2 separate regions of the Mus musculus genome follow, and region 2 is linked to region 1. A link is a contact called in public HiChIP or PLAC-seq data. All regions are on one chromosome and are shown on one strand. Each heading gives the region's core, a stretch centred on a gene start, on an enhancer-like site or on the middle of the called end of the contact. The rest is flanking DNA. Distances are from core to core; before and after follow the strand shown. Region 1 holds the start of Gm39444 (a long non-coding RNA gene). Region 2 holds the start of Abca8b (ATP-binding cassette, sub-family A (ABC1), member 8b).

Region 1 (6,661 bases), core at 107-2,606:
ATCCATGTCTGTGAGACATTTTCTAGATTGTTAATTCACTGATGAGGGCCCAGCCTACTGTGGGAAGTGCCACCCTTAGTCACATAGGTCTGTGTTGTGTAGAGAAGCAAGGGGAGCAGGGCATGAGGAGCAAACCAATCCGCATCATTCCACTGTGGTCTTTGTTTCATTTGTGCCTTCAGGTTCCTGCCTTAGCTCCCCTCTATTAAAGTCTGTAACCTGTAAGGCGAAGTCATCCCCTTTCTCCTTAACTGGACTTGGCCAGCGTTTTACTATAGTGACAGAAAATCAGACTAGGACACATGGTTTAATAGAAATAAAAACCACCAGCACTGTCTTTAATGTCTTGACTGTTAGAAGTAGCTTGCATAAAGCTTTTGGTAGAGAACAAGGCTGTCTTTGTTTTATATTGGGTTTCAATATTTGTCCTAAGTTGCTTCTCTTCACTAGTCTCAGAAGCTCTTATAGCTTACTGGACTCCTCTACTTCCTTTGAATATAATGTCCTGACCTTTCACACGCTGGAGTTCCATCAGGTTTTTTATGATTCGAGTGGTGGAAGATCCACCTCTCCCTTCATTCTCACCCTCTGACACCATCCCTCTCCCTCGTAGACCCCATCTTTCCCTTCTTCTGCTTTCTTTGCCAGCAATCTCTGTCTCTGGGCTCTCTTAAGAGACCTGGGATCCAGGCTCTTGGACCACATTCCATTCTAAATTCCTGTGTTTGAAACATCAGACAGGCAACACAATGCTTCAGAAGTCTGTGTCCACCGATGCAGCAACCCCCACAAGTGTAAATATCTTTACTATTCAAAAGTCCTTATCAGCGAAGCAAAGGAAGAGGTCATTCACAAAGGAACACATGGAGTTTATATCAAGTAGAGGCAGAATGTCATTGCCAGACAGCTGCAACTAAGTGCTTAACAGCTGTGGTTTGGGTTTCACAATAACCAAAAACAAAACCAAAAACAGAACCCCAGTAAAATCTGATGGCTGATGGCCAATAACTGTGGCTGTGGCCATTATACAAAGAGTCAGATGACCTTTGGTTCAGAATGGCACAGATCTGAAGACAAGTCACTCTAGGTATCTCTTTGTTTTCTCCTTCCTTATCCTCTTCCCAGTCTTTCTAGATGATTACCACTTAAATGATTACCTTGTGAGTTACTGGTCTCCACCGCCTCCAAATCACAATAGAATTAAGCTACTTACTGTATTTGAGCTGTTTTCCTAGTTATTGGCTTGCTGCCATTCCATTTGAGGCGGACTTTGCCAGTTTCTTTTGAACCCCAGAAACCCACAGACTGTAACTAGAAGGGCCAGTTAGTCACCACTAAAGAAATGTTTGCAGACTCTTGGTCAAACAGGTCACCTTTGGCCATGTGCCTTGTATTGAAGTAAGAACAATTTATCTTTGATAACCCTCCAGTTGCTTTCCAGTAATTTTGTTCTGCTCTCACCCATAAGCCTCCAATGATTCCTTCAAATTCAAGGATAAATGTCTTTCAGCTCACATTCATAAGACAGGCTAATTCCAAAATGCATCTCCTTATCTTTAAACATTAAAAAGATTTTAAAATTTATTTATTATTTATTGGTGTGTGTGTGTGTATGTATTTGTGCAGATAAAGGGCAGAAAAAGATGTCTGATTCTCTGGAGCTGAAATTAGAGTCACCCAAAGTGGGTGCTAGGAACTGAACTGGAGTTCTCTGGAAAAACGACTAAACCATCTCTCCAGCCCTTCCTTAAAATATTGCAGTGAACACTTCTGTTGATAGCATGCAGCATGGCATTCTATAATGTTATTTTGTTATCTTTTTGCTTCATACCACATAGGTATGATTTCATTTCTGATTGAATTTGGAGCACGTTGGGAAGGGTCTGGGGTTTCTACACCTGCTGCTTTCCAAACCAAATTAGCATGACATTGAAGCTGTTTGGAGCGATGAGAAGATCAATTGTCAGTAGGACCCTGGGTAAGCTCTTTAGCTATTGTATGATTTTGATTAATCTACTGATCTCTGAACATTGACTTACAGAAATAGAGAAGAAGAAATGTCTAGTGTCTGGGATTCTACTGTAACAACATAGTGTGTTAAGGTTTGGTAGGATTGGATGCTCTATTCTAATCATATATCCAGAAAGCTCCCAGCTTGGCATTATATTCCTTGGGATTCCAAATTGCTACATCTTTCTAGATAATGAAAAAGGTCAGTTAGATATGCAAACTTAGTCTCAGGAAAATACAATCACAATATATGTCTTCTTCTTTTATGGTGATATACATGAATGGGGACAGAGGGTTTTATAGGCATATATTTTTCACAACCTATCTTTGTAAGGGTTCAATCTCCCTTCTATCCCATCACCCACCAGAAGTAGTGGAAAAGAAAGGTAATTAGGAGACAGGGGAAGTGGACATGTTTAGAAATAGTTCTTTGGGGGGTGATTCCAATCATTGTTGTTCTCAGTCCAGTTCACTAGACAAACACAAAACACAAATTAGCATCTGCAATCCGGTCCACTTGACAGACACCACACATGAATTGTCAAGGGCAGTTCAGTTCAGAAGAAACCGTGAGGCTCACCAACCAGCCTGATTCTGTGGAAGAGGCAAGAAGACACAGGGATGTCATGAGAAGTTCTTTGGTAAGCTTTTCTCTATTAAGTCATTACAAAGGAAACGCAGCAATGCAATGCAAGGTGAACCAATACATCCATGTTGCCAGCAGACTGTCAAGGTGGAGCAAAGCGAACCAATGCCCCAGCTCCCATTGTCTGTGGGCTCATATTTACATTCTTTCTAAACACCACACATCCTTTCATGTGTCTGCTATAACAAAACATCTTTTCACCCGTGTCTGCTTCAGCAAAGCATTCTTTCACATGTCTGCTTTAGCAAAACAGCCTTTCACCTTTCTGCCCCAGCAAAACGTAATTATAACCTAAGTTTCCAAAGTAACCAGAAATTTCCACTTTACAGTTTAATTATACTTAGCAGACAATATCAAAAGCGTAAATCTAAATGCTAGCATATTTAAACCCTCACAAGTTCATGTTAGCAAATATGCTTGCTTATTTTTAGCAAATATTTAAAAATGATTTTTAAAGAAACTCTTAAATATGTGGTTATTAAGGAAAGAAAGGAAAAAAGATGAAGAACAGACATGAAATGGTAAAATTAACCCGATGTAGTGGTGAATTTCTTTAATCTCAGAACTAGGGAGGCAGAAACAAGTGGATCTCTGTGAATTTGAGGCTAATAGACTGTTCCAGGCTGGCCAGGTCATAATTATATTCATATTCATTCCTTCATTCCTTCATTCTCTCTCCTTTTTATCCCCTTTATCTTTTCCTTCTCTTTCTCTTCCCTTCCTCCCACTCTCTTTCTCTCTCCCATGATGTGTATGTGTGTGATCTTATTTTTTCATCTGCTTGGTCATGTGATTCAAAAGTGCAATCTTTCTGAATCCACATACCAAGTGCATATGGAAGATTAGTTGTCATTTAGGGGTCTTTAATGCCCAGATTTCATGCTATAGTAAAAATACAGCACAACTAACTTCTAATAGCGAATTTTGGCTTTCCAGATTGTATCTTCATCATCAGGTGATCTGTGGATAACTTACCTATGTGGGTACTGGATGATCTGACCAATAGTCTTTCAGTATTCTTAGCTGTAATTGACTCTTCAGAGCAGCAGGCATCCCGAGAGTAAATGTATGGATTTCACATTCTAGATTAGAGAAGCATGCTTAAATGTTTTGTGAAGTGGAAATTTCTAGCTTCTTTGGAGAGTAGGTTGTGCCATGTGATGTTTTCCCGGAAGCTGTCTTATGAGAGGATGTTGTACTGAAGCAGAGGGCATATGCTGTTCTGCTGCAGTGGACTTTTCAGAGGGCGCATGTATAGAAAGGATATAACCCCACAGACATTGAGACAATGCAGCTCTCTTGCATTGGTTTGCCTTCCAACACTCTGCTGCTATCTTTGTTTGTTGTGCTGTGCCTTCATAGAGAAAAAGGCACCAAAGAACTTCTCATGGTATTCTGGCTGCTTCTTTCCACTTCTGTTGACTGGGACCAGTCCCAGCATGTTCTTTCTTGTTGGTTCTCCTTGAGGCAATAGAGGGGGGAAAGGGCAGAGGGTAAGACTTTTGTTTTCCAAGATATGGGATAAGACTTTTGTCTTATGAGATATTTAGGGTTGCTGTATAATAATTGAAAGTTTACTTTTCTAAGTCTAATTTACTGTGCCACTGTAGCTGACCTGCCTTCTGTGTAGGCCTGAAACTACAGTCTCTGGCATTTAGCACCTCATCTTTAAACATCTCTCTCTCTTTTTTTTTCATGCACTTCTTTTTTTTTCAGTTTTTTTAAATTGGGTATTTATTTCATTTACATTTCCAATGCTATCCCAAAAGTCCCCCACACGCTGCCCCACCCACTCCCCTACCCACCCACTCCCACTTCTTGGCCCTGGCGTTCCCCTGTACTGAAGCATATAAAGTTTGCACGACCAATGGGCCTCTCTTTCCACTGATGGCCGACTAGGCCATCTTCTGATACATATGCAGCTAGAGACACGAGGGGTGTCTGGGGGGCACTGGTTAGTTCATATTATTGTTCCACCTATAGGATTGCAGATCCCTTCAGTTCCTTGGGTACTTTCTCTAGCTCCTCCATTGGGGGCCCTGTGATCCATCCAATAGCTGACTGTGAGCATCCACTTCTGTGTTTGCCAGGCCATGGCATAGTCTCACAAGAGACAGCCATATCTGGGTCCTTCAGCAAAATCTTGCTAGTGTATATAATGGTGTCAGCGTTTGGAAGCTGATTATGGGATGGATCCCCGGATATGGCAGTCTCTAGCTGGTCAATCCTTTCATCTCAGCTCCAAACTTTGTCTCTGTATCTCCTTCCATGGGTGTTTTGTTCCTAATTCTATGAAGGGGCAAAGTGTCCACACTTTGGTCTTCGTTCTTCTTGAGTTTAATGCGTTTAGCAAATTGTATCTTATATCTTGGGTATTCTAAATTTCTGGGCTAATATCCACTTATCAGTGAGTACATATTGTGGGAGTTCTTTTGTTATTGGGTTACCTCACTCAGGATGATGCCCTCCAGGTCCATCCATTTGCCTAGGAATTTCATAAATTCATTCTTTTTAATAGCTGAGTAGTACTCCATTGTGTAAATGTACCACATTTTTTTGTATCCATTCCTCTGTTGAGGGACATCTGGGTTCTTTCCAGCTTCTGGCTATTATAAATAAGGCTGCTATGAACATAGTGGAGCATGTGTTCTTCTTACCGGTTGGAACATCTTCTGGATATATGCCCAGGAGAGGTATTTCGGGATCCTCTGGTAGTACTATGTCCAATTTTCTGAGGAACCGCCAGACTGATTTCCAGAGTCATTGTACAAGCTTGCTTCGTTGCAATCCTCTTCTCTCCTCCAGTCCTTCCCCCAGCTCCCCCACTGGGCTCCCTGAGCTCAGTCAGATGGTTGGCTCCAAGCATTCACATCTGCATCAGTCAGTTGCTGGCTGAACCTCCCAAGGAACAGCCATACCAAGTTTCTGTCAGCAAGCACCTCTTGGCAACAGCAACAACATTGTCTAGACAGACAGTGCTCCCAGGGACTAGACCACCAGTCAAAGAGTGTACAGGGAGGAATGCATGGCTCCAGATATATATGTAGCAGAGGATGGCCTTGTCTGAACATGTCTTGTCTATCAATGGGAGGGGAGGCCCTTGATCCTGTGGAGGTTTGATGACCCAGTGTAGGGGGATGCTGGAGCTGTGGTGCAGGAGGGGGTGGGTGGGTGGGTGGGGGAGCACCCTCATAGAGTCAAAGGGGACTGAGGAGAGGGGGCAGATGTGGAATGGGGGGTTCATGGAGGGGTAACTGGAAAGTAGAATATCATTTGAGATGTAAATGAATGGAATGATTAACAAAAAATAAAATAAAAAGAAAATTAAGAACATTAATATGTTGTTTTATTAAAAAAAACAGCAGGAGATTAAATAAAGGATTAATTGCTAGAGCCTTTTCCATTTTTGTCCAGATGCCTCTCACTTGTCAGGCTAGGGGGAAGTTTGGAACAATAGACTTCTATTGAAACATAAAAGATATCACTTGCTGAAGAAAAAAACTTTTACAGAAGCAAATATGCATAAACACACATAGATTCACATACAGATTCATGCATGAATATTTATACATTTCCATTCAAACCAGTTGGGCTTAGTTTGCATACATTCTCACAACTGCATACTTATACACACACATTCATGCTTACATATGCATTTGGAGCAAAAGACTAAACAGCAGTGCAGAAAGAATTCACTCATTCTGGATGAAAAATGAACTCCAATCTTTATTGTATAGCGAACAAAACAGTTTCTACCTTTTGATGCTAAGTGAATTAAACTCAAGTTTGTAAGAAGAGAGCTTGGTTCCTTTTAATAAGACTAAGCCTGGCTTGTTATTAAGAAAAGACCTGTTCTGTCCCATGATAAGGAAAAGCTTGCCTGCCCCTTCTGCTTTCTCTACAGCTTCTTCTTATTCCCTCTTTCCCTCTGAATTCTTCACATTGCTTTCTTAGTTTGTAACCTATGGTTTCTAAGTTATTCCACTGTTCATTCTCCTTATAATT
Region 2 (6,990 bases), core at 1,400-3,899, 68 kb after region 1:
TTTGCTGAGCTGTTAAATATTTTTTTCCTTTCCTCAATTTCCTGTCCTGTTCAAAGCACATTATAAAGGTATTCATATATCTTTAATGGTTGCTCTTAATTTTCCCAAAGAACTGTGATTTATTTTATGAAAATTTCACAGCTCTTATTACGATTTATCTTTTACAAATACTGTCTACATATATGAGCTCTCGGATAGATTCTAACTGATCCGGTTATTATACAGAAATGTGACTCAACTTTTAATCTGAAGTAAGCACAAATAGATTTATGTCTACGAATAATAATCTGTTATCTTTCCAGTGAATGGTCATTTCTGTGGTGAGGTGTTGTATCTGGGAGGCAGAGGTAGAAACTCCAGGTAGTGGCTCTGGACTGGCTTCATCTGGATTGGGAATTCATGATCCTTTGCCTTGTGTGTGAGGCAGTACGCAGGAGGGCATTCCAGGGGCTTTGCCCAGAACCGGCTGAAGAGAACAGCATTATTGTACTGCCATAGAGACTACTTAGCAGAACAGAACAAACTTTCCCACAGGTGTGCAGCAAACCACAGCTTTAGCTAATTCAACACCGAAGGAAGAGAGGGAAGATCATCTATAGGAGAGGGGGTGGGCAGGTGTGTTTGTGTGTAAATATCAGTGGGTGATTTGATAAGGGGATTTGCATATATATATATATATATATATATATATATATATATATATATAAATAATTAAATGGGAATGTAAAATTTCCTGCAGAAGATGTTTTAGTGCATAATAACACCACCTCCTGCTACAACTTCAACAATCAATACTATGCAAACATGCTCTGGTGAAACCTCTTCTGCAAACTAAGGGATGTAAATGCTCTTCAAAAGCATTTTTTTTTTCCTGAGGGAGGACACTGGATACCTAAGCTGAATCATGAAAGGGAAGGCTCCCCAGAATCCCATGCTTATCAGATTTCTGGGAAGCCAGGGGCGTGAATGGCCCGGGCTTTTGACCACAAAGTCAGTAGCTCCATGGTGAATACCATAAAATTGGTTCTAAGTCCTAAGAACTGAAGCGAGTGCTAGGGATGAACCCCACACGATGATCCACAGCAACAAGCTGGTGGGTCCTTACCAGAAGTGCTCCTCATGTTTACCACACACAGAGAGCTCACTCTCGTGGATTCTCTAGAGTCGAAGCTCAGGTGATAAGTCCTGGCCAGTCTAATGGGAGACACAATGGCTGAAGCAGGCTCAGGGGCTATTGCCACAGGAGGAACCTGCATAGGGCTGTTAAAGGAGGTCCCAGGCAAGGCAGACAGGCAAGAAAAGAAAGGAGACAACTCATGGAAAGAGAGAAGGAAGGAATGGATGCCAAGAGTGGAGCTGCATCAGGTTGGAGTGCCCACTGAGGGGCCGCTAAGGTGCCTCATGAGTTGTTCTCAGTCCGGATAATCCAGAGGGAACAACTTCTGAGGGGACTGTGTAGTCTGTTGGGGTGGCAGAGTTGTCTGAGTAGAGATCTCAATACAGAATCAGGCACAGCCCTGCAGGCAACTGCACTCTTGTCTGCAACTTCTCTGATTTTATTTGTAAATTAAAATCGCCTCCTTGTCTGTCCACTCCTGGTGTGTGTGTTCTGCGATTTGTAAAAATACTGAAGACATGAACCCTCCTTATCTGTGGCATAAATAATATCCAAAATGTTTAAGTGGGGGGGGGGGGGGGAGGAGGAGAAAGGGGAAGGGAGGGAGAGACAGACAGACAGACAGACAGACAGAGACAGAGACAGAGACAGAGACAGAGACAGAGACAGAGACAGAGACAGACAGAGACAGAGGGCGAGAGACTAAGTGTTTCTCCTCCCCTGTTGCCCTGGGAGGCTGACACTTCTGTGCTGAAGGATGAACATTCAAAGTTAGGCTGTGAGACAGGAGAGCCCTGCACATTTCACATTCTCATTTCCCCCACGGTGTCAGAACAGCCAGAGATCCAAGAACAGTCACAGCTTGCTATTCATCAAGTGTTCTGTGAACCCTCTCCGGAAGCAGTCTCAGAAAAGTTAACCCCAGATTGCCAAATTACATCATCAAAGCAAATAACTCCAGAGGCAGTACAAGCTTCCCACTCAATCCTGAAGTGTCTCAGCTTGACAGTCAGTCTGTTGGCCAATTTCAGCTCATTCGCACACTCATTTTATGGCTCAGCAGAACATCATGATATAAAGGTATATATTTTAATTGAATACCTTGCTCTATTTAATATTACACACCAGACACCAAAACATTTCAGAATAGCCCACTGATTTTTAAAAAACCAACTTTGACACAGATGGTTAGCATTCAGCTCATAAAACGGTTCATTTTTTTATTATAACAACAACAATAATAATCCCGATGCCCAAACAAATAAACCTGATAAGGAAAACAAAATCTCAGAAACTTACTTTCGGGAAATGCCAAGCAGGGACTCCAGCCGCACCATTTAATCACGGGCTCTGTTTAGAATAATAAAGTGAGACACCTTCCCCTCCCCCTATTCTCCAGCACCTTTCTAGAGTTTAACTGTTTGCTGTCCGTGAACGCGACTGGTGAAAGCTGCTCTCAGCGGGAGTTTATGATCTCAGCTCTGGGTTGGTCTTGCCAAACACCACGGACACGTGACCGCGCATGGCTGCTCCTCTTTTACCGCTGTGCAGCCAGCCCCCGCAGGGCGGTGCCAGTTATATTTGGTCACCTGGCCATGTGGCTGTATAACGGAGGAAATTCAATATTCCCAAGCTTGCAGGATGCCTAAGCTGGAGAGCAACATTTAATGCGTTGCTTTTAAACTGGAAGGTGGTAAATCAGAGAGCTGTGTTATCGGAGGAAAGCTTTCTCTCCACCCACAGCCCTGGGCTTCTGACTTCTTCACTCAGGATTTTCATTCTTATTTCTCAGTTTTGCTTTCATTTAGTTCTCTGGTGATTTTTTTCCAGTTCCCGCTGAGCTTTAGTCTTGACTGTTGATTTATGGAGTAGGTTTTAGGGTCTTCATTCTAGATACTGGAGACAATTATCTTGTATGTCCCTTCTGCTCCTGGAGGAAAGAGATAGACATCAAGGGTCTTCATCAAGTGCTGTCCATATTTCTGTTATTTTTGCAGCTTGATTGCCATTTGCTTAATAAACACTAATCATGGATTATGAATATGCTATTTTATTATATATTATTTTAATTATATATTACTGTGTACCATGCTATTATTTTTCTGACTGGTGTAACTGTGGCATTATTTACCTTGGGGGTATCCAACAGCTATATAATTGAACACCAAGCCTTCTCAATCAGAAGGAAATTGTGTTTGATATTCTAAACCTAGTCAACTCTCTGTGGATGTAGCGGTCATAGACCCTAGAGGAGAATGTACCACTGCTATTTTTCTTAAGCAATATAATTTCTAACTGCATTTTAAATACTTCTTATGCCTACAGTTGAATGTAGTTCTCATGCTTCTTCAAGAAGCTTCCTTTTGCATCTAACTGAGGCTACTACAAGGATCCATAACTGGTCGCCAAGAGGTACCCAGACCCAACACATTATGTACACCCATAATATAAGTTCAGGGAACATCCTGGAAGAAGGGATGTGAATCAGAGGACTAGGCTATATGGCTGCTGGACAATATCTTCTAGACAGGATTGCTGCTCCCGGGAGGTTGCAACAATATATCTGCCTAAAGGAAACTTACATAATGACAACCACAGCTGACATGCCAACAGGAAGAGGTAAAATTTCTAGGGTCTACTCCTAGATAAAGAGATATAGGCAACCAATGACTGGTGAGGAACGGAGAACCAGTGCTCTCCAGAAAAAAGTCTTGTAGTTCATCCAATCCCAAGTGGTCAGCCCTAAAGACGGGTACATATGAACAATGTTAAAAGACATTAGGGGTGTGTGTGTGTGTATGTGTGTGTATGTGTGTGTACAATAGAAATTAAGATGCCATGAATTTGAGAGGGAATTGAGTAGACACACAGGAAAAATTAGAGGGGAAATTATGTAAATGTAATACATGTATGAAATTCTCACACAATTAAAAAACAAATTCATTATACTGTTTTTTTTTGTTGTTGTTTGTTTGTTTTAGAGACAGGGTTTCTCTATGTATCACCGTAATTTTTATTTTAAAAAGGTTTATTTATTTTATCTTATGTGTTTGGGTGTTTTGGTTGTACGTCTGTGCATGCGCATACATCAAGTGCATACCTTGTGTCCGTGGGGTTAAGAATTGAGTCAAATCCCTTGGAACTGGAGTTACAGATTGCAGATTACCGTATGGGAACTGAATCTGGGTCCTCTGCAAGAGCAACTGTGCTCTTTATCCCTGAGCCACCTCTCCAGTCCCCAATCCACCTTATTATTATTTTTAACCAATGAACTTAAGCTTTTATTGGTTATTTTATATTTCAAATATTGTGCCCCTTCTGGTTTCTCCTCACAAACTACCCATCCCATCTCCCCTCCCCTTTGCTCTCTCATCCACTTACCCACCCACTCCTGCCTCACCACTCTAGCATCCTTTATGCTGACCCATCAAGCCTCCACAGGACCTGGAGCCTCCCCTCCCATTGTTGCCAGATAAGGCCATCCTCTGCTACATATGTAGCTGGAGCCATGGGGTCCCTCCATGTGTATTCTTTGTTGATGGTTTAGTACCTGGGAGCTCTGGGGATGGATCTCAAGGTGGGGTAGTGTCTAGATGGCCTTTTCTTTGGCCTCTGCTCCATGTTTTGTCCCTGCATTTCCTTTAGACAGGAAAAATTCTGTGTTAACATTTTTGACATGGGTGGGTCATGCCTATCTAATGGAGGTGGAGGGAGGGAGGGAGGGACCTGGGAGGGAGAGAGGTGGGGGAGGGAAAACGGGGGGGGGGCAGGAGCAGGTATGGGAAGAGACAGGAGAGAAATCCAGAGGGTCCAGAAAATGAATAGAAATATGTAGCAGTGGAGGTGGGGAACGGGGGGGGGGGGGGGGGGGCGGGGAGTGGCACTAGAAAGTCCCAGATTGCCTGGGAAGGGAGAGGCTCCCAGGACCCAACTGGGATAACATTAGCTTAAATACCCAACAAAGGGGAGATAAAGCCTGTAGAGATCACCATATTTTTTTTCTTTTTTTATTACATATTTTCCTCAATTACATTTCCAATGCTATCCCAAAAGTCCCCCATACCCTCCCCCCCACTTCCCTACCCACCCATTCCCATTTTTTTTGGGCCTGGCGTTCCCCTGTACTGGGGCATATAAAGTTTGCAAGTCCAATGGGCCTCTCTTTCCAGTGATGGCCGACTAGGCCATCTTTTGATATATATGCAGCTAGAGTCAAGAGCTCTGGGGTACTGGTTAGTTCATAATGTTGTTCCACCTATAGGGTTGCAGATCCCTTTAGCTCCTTGGGTACTTTCTCTAGCTCCTCCATTGGGAGCCCTGTGATCCATCTAATAGCTGACTGTGAGCATCCACTTCTGTGTTTGCTAGGCCCCTGCATAGTCTCACAAGAGACAGCTATATGTGAGTCCTTTCAGCAAAATCTTGCTAGTGTATGCAATGGTGTAGGCGTTTGGAAGCTGATTATGGGGTGGATCCCTGAATATGGCAGTCTCTAGATGGTCCATCCTTTCGTCACAGCTCCAAACTTTGTCTCTGTAACTCCTTCCATGGGTGTTTTGTTCCCAATTCTAAGAAGGGGCACAGTGTCCACACTTTTGTCTTCATTCTTCTTGAGTTTCATGCATTTAGCAAATTGTATCTTATATCTTGGGTATCCTAAGTTTTGGGCTAATATCCACTTATCAATGAGTACATATTGTGTGAGTTCCTTTGTGATTGTGTTACCTCACTCAGGATGATGCCCTCCAGGTCCATCCATTTGGCTAGGAATTTCATAAATTCATTCTTTTTAATAGCTGAGTAGTACTCCATTGTGTAAATGTACCACATTTTCTGTATCCATTCCTCTGTTGAGGGGCATCTGGGTTCTTTCCAGCTTCTGGCTATTATAAATAAGGCTGCTATGAACATAGTGGAGCATGTGTCCTTCTTATCGATTGGGACATCTTCTGGATATATGCCCAGGAGAGGTGTTGCTGGATCCTCTGGTAGCACTATGTCCAATTTTCTAAGGAACCGCCAGACTGATTTCCAGAGTGGTTGTACAAGCTTGCAATCCCACCAGCAATGGAGGAGTGTTCCTCTTTCTCCACATCCTCGCCAGCATCTGCTGTCACCTGAATTTTTGATCTTAGCCATTCTGACTGGTGTGAGGTGGAATCTCAGGGTTGTTTTGATTTGCATTTTCCTGATGATTAAGGATATTGAACATTTTTTTCAGGTGTTTCTCTGCCATTCGGTATTCCTCAGGTGAGAATTCTTTGTTCAGTTTGGAGCCCTATTTTTAAGAGGGTTATTTGATTTTCTGGAGTCCACCTTCTTGAGTTCTTTATATATATTGGATATTAGTCCTCTATCTGATTTAGGATAAGTAAGATCCTTTCCCAATCTGTTGGTGGTCTTTTTGTCTTATTGACGGGAGATCACCATATTTTTTAAAGACAAAATCTTTCATCTGAATCTGTAAGCTCACTGAATTGGCTAGAATGTCTAGGTAGCAAGCTGCAGAGATTCTCCTGTCTCTGGCTCCCTAGTCCTAAGATTAGAAACAGAAGTGTATTAATGCACCAGCACTTAGGTGAATCCTGGGGTGTAAACCTGGTCTCTTATGCATATCAGTCAAGCAGTTTATGCATTGAGCCATCTCCCCTGCTTTTAGTCACTAATTTGTAGTTTGATTCACTCATGGTCAGAGAATATTTAGCTTGATAATTTTTGTTAAGGCTTGTTTCTTGACTAAGGGAAGATCTTTACGACCATTCCATATGCACTTAAAGAGATTAGCAGCTAACTACTGTCTGGCTTGACAGACAGCATAACAACCAGGCCAGTAGGTGATACTGACAGGATAAGGTGTGATTCTGAAGTCTGGG

What was found. HiChIP or PLAC-seq counts read pairs in DNA pulled down with a chosen protein or histone mark.
Region 2: a contact with region 1 is called in an H3K27ac HiChIP or PLAC-seq map of heart atrium, with 6 read pairs. The contact joins the promoter of Abca8b here to the enhancer-like site in region 1. A contact is called at or near these places in 2 of 39 promoter capture datasets (frontonasal cranial neural crest and macrophages), 1 of 484 Hi-C or Micro-C datasets (liver), 2 of 115 datasets of contacts at active chromatin or transcription factors (heart atrium and intestinal crypt epithelium) and 3 of 9 other capture datasets (adipose tissue, liver and pancreatic islet).

Annotation. Positions count from the first base shown.
Region 1 is chr11:109,926,210-109,932,870 of GRCm38.p6, forward strand. It overlaps Gm39444 (a long non-coding RNA gene), which reads right to left and starts at 4,379. Exons shown (of 2, transcript XR_880288.2): 1 at 3,632-4,379; 2 at 1,596-2,604. Abca8b (ATP-binding cassette, sub-family A (ABC1), member 8b) reads right to left here. Exons shown (of 39, transcript NM_013851.3): 39 at 5,997-6,661. Within about 2 kb of position 1,357, at least 23 of the 459 cell types and tissues checked have an H3K27ac peak or open chromatin away from gene starts, as enhancers often do. A contact at or near this core is called in adipose tissue, heart atrium and liver, where this site is marked.
Region 2 is chr11:109,993,196-110,000,185 of GRCm38.p6, forward strand. Abca8b (ATP-binding cassette, sub-family A (ABC1), member 8b) reads right to left here and starts at 2,650. Exons shown (of 39, transcript NM_013851.3): 1 at 2,417-2,650.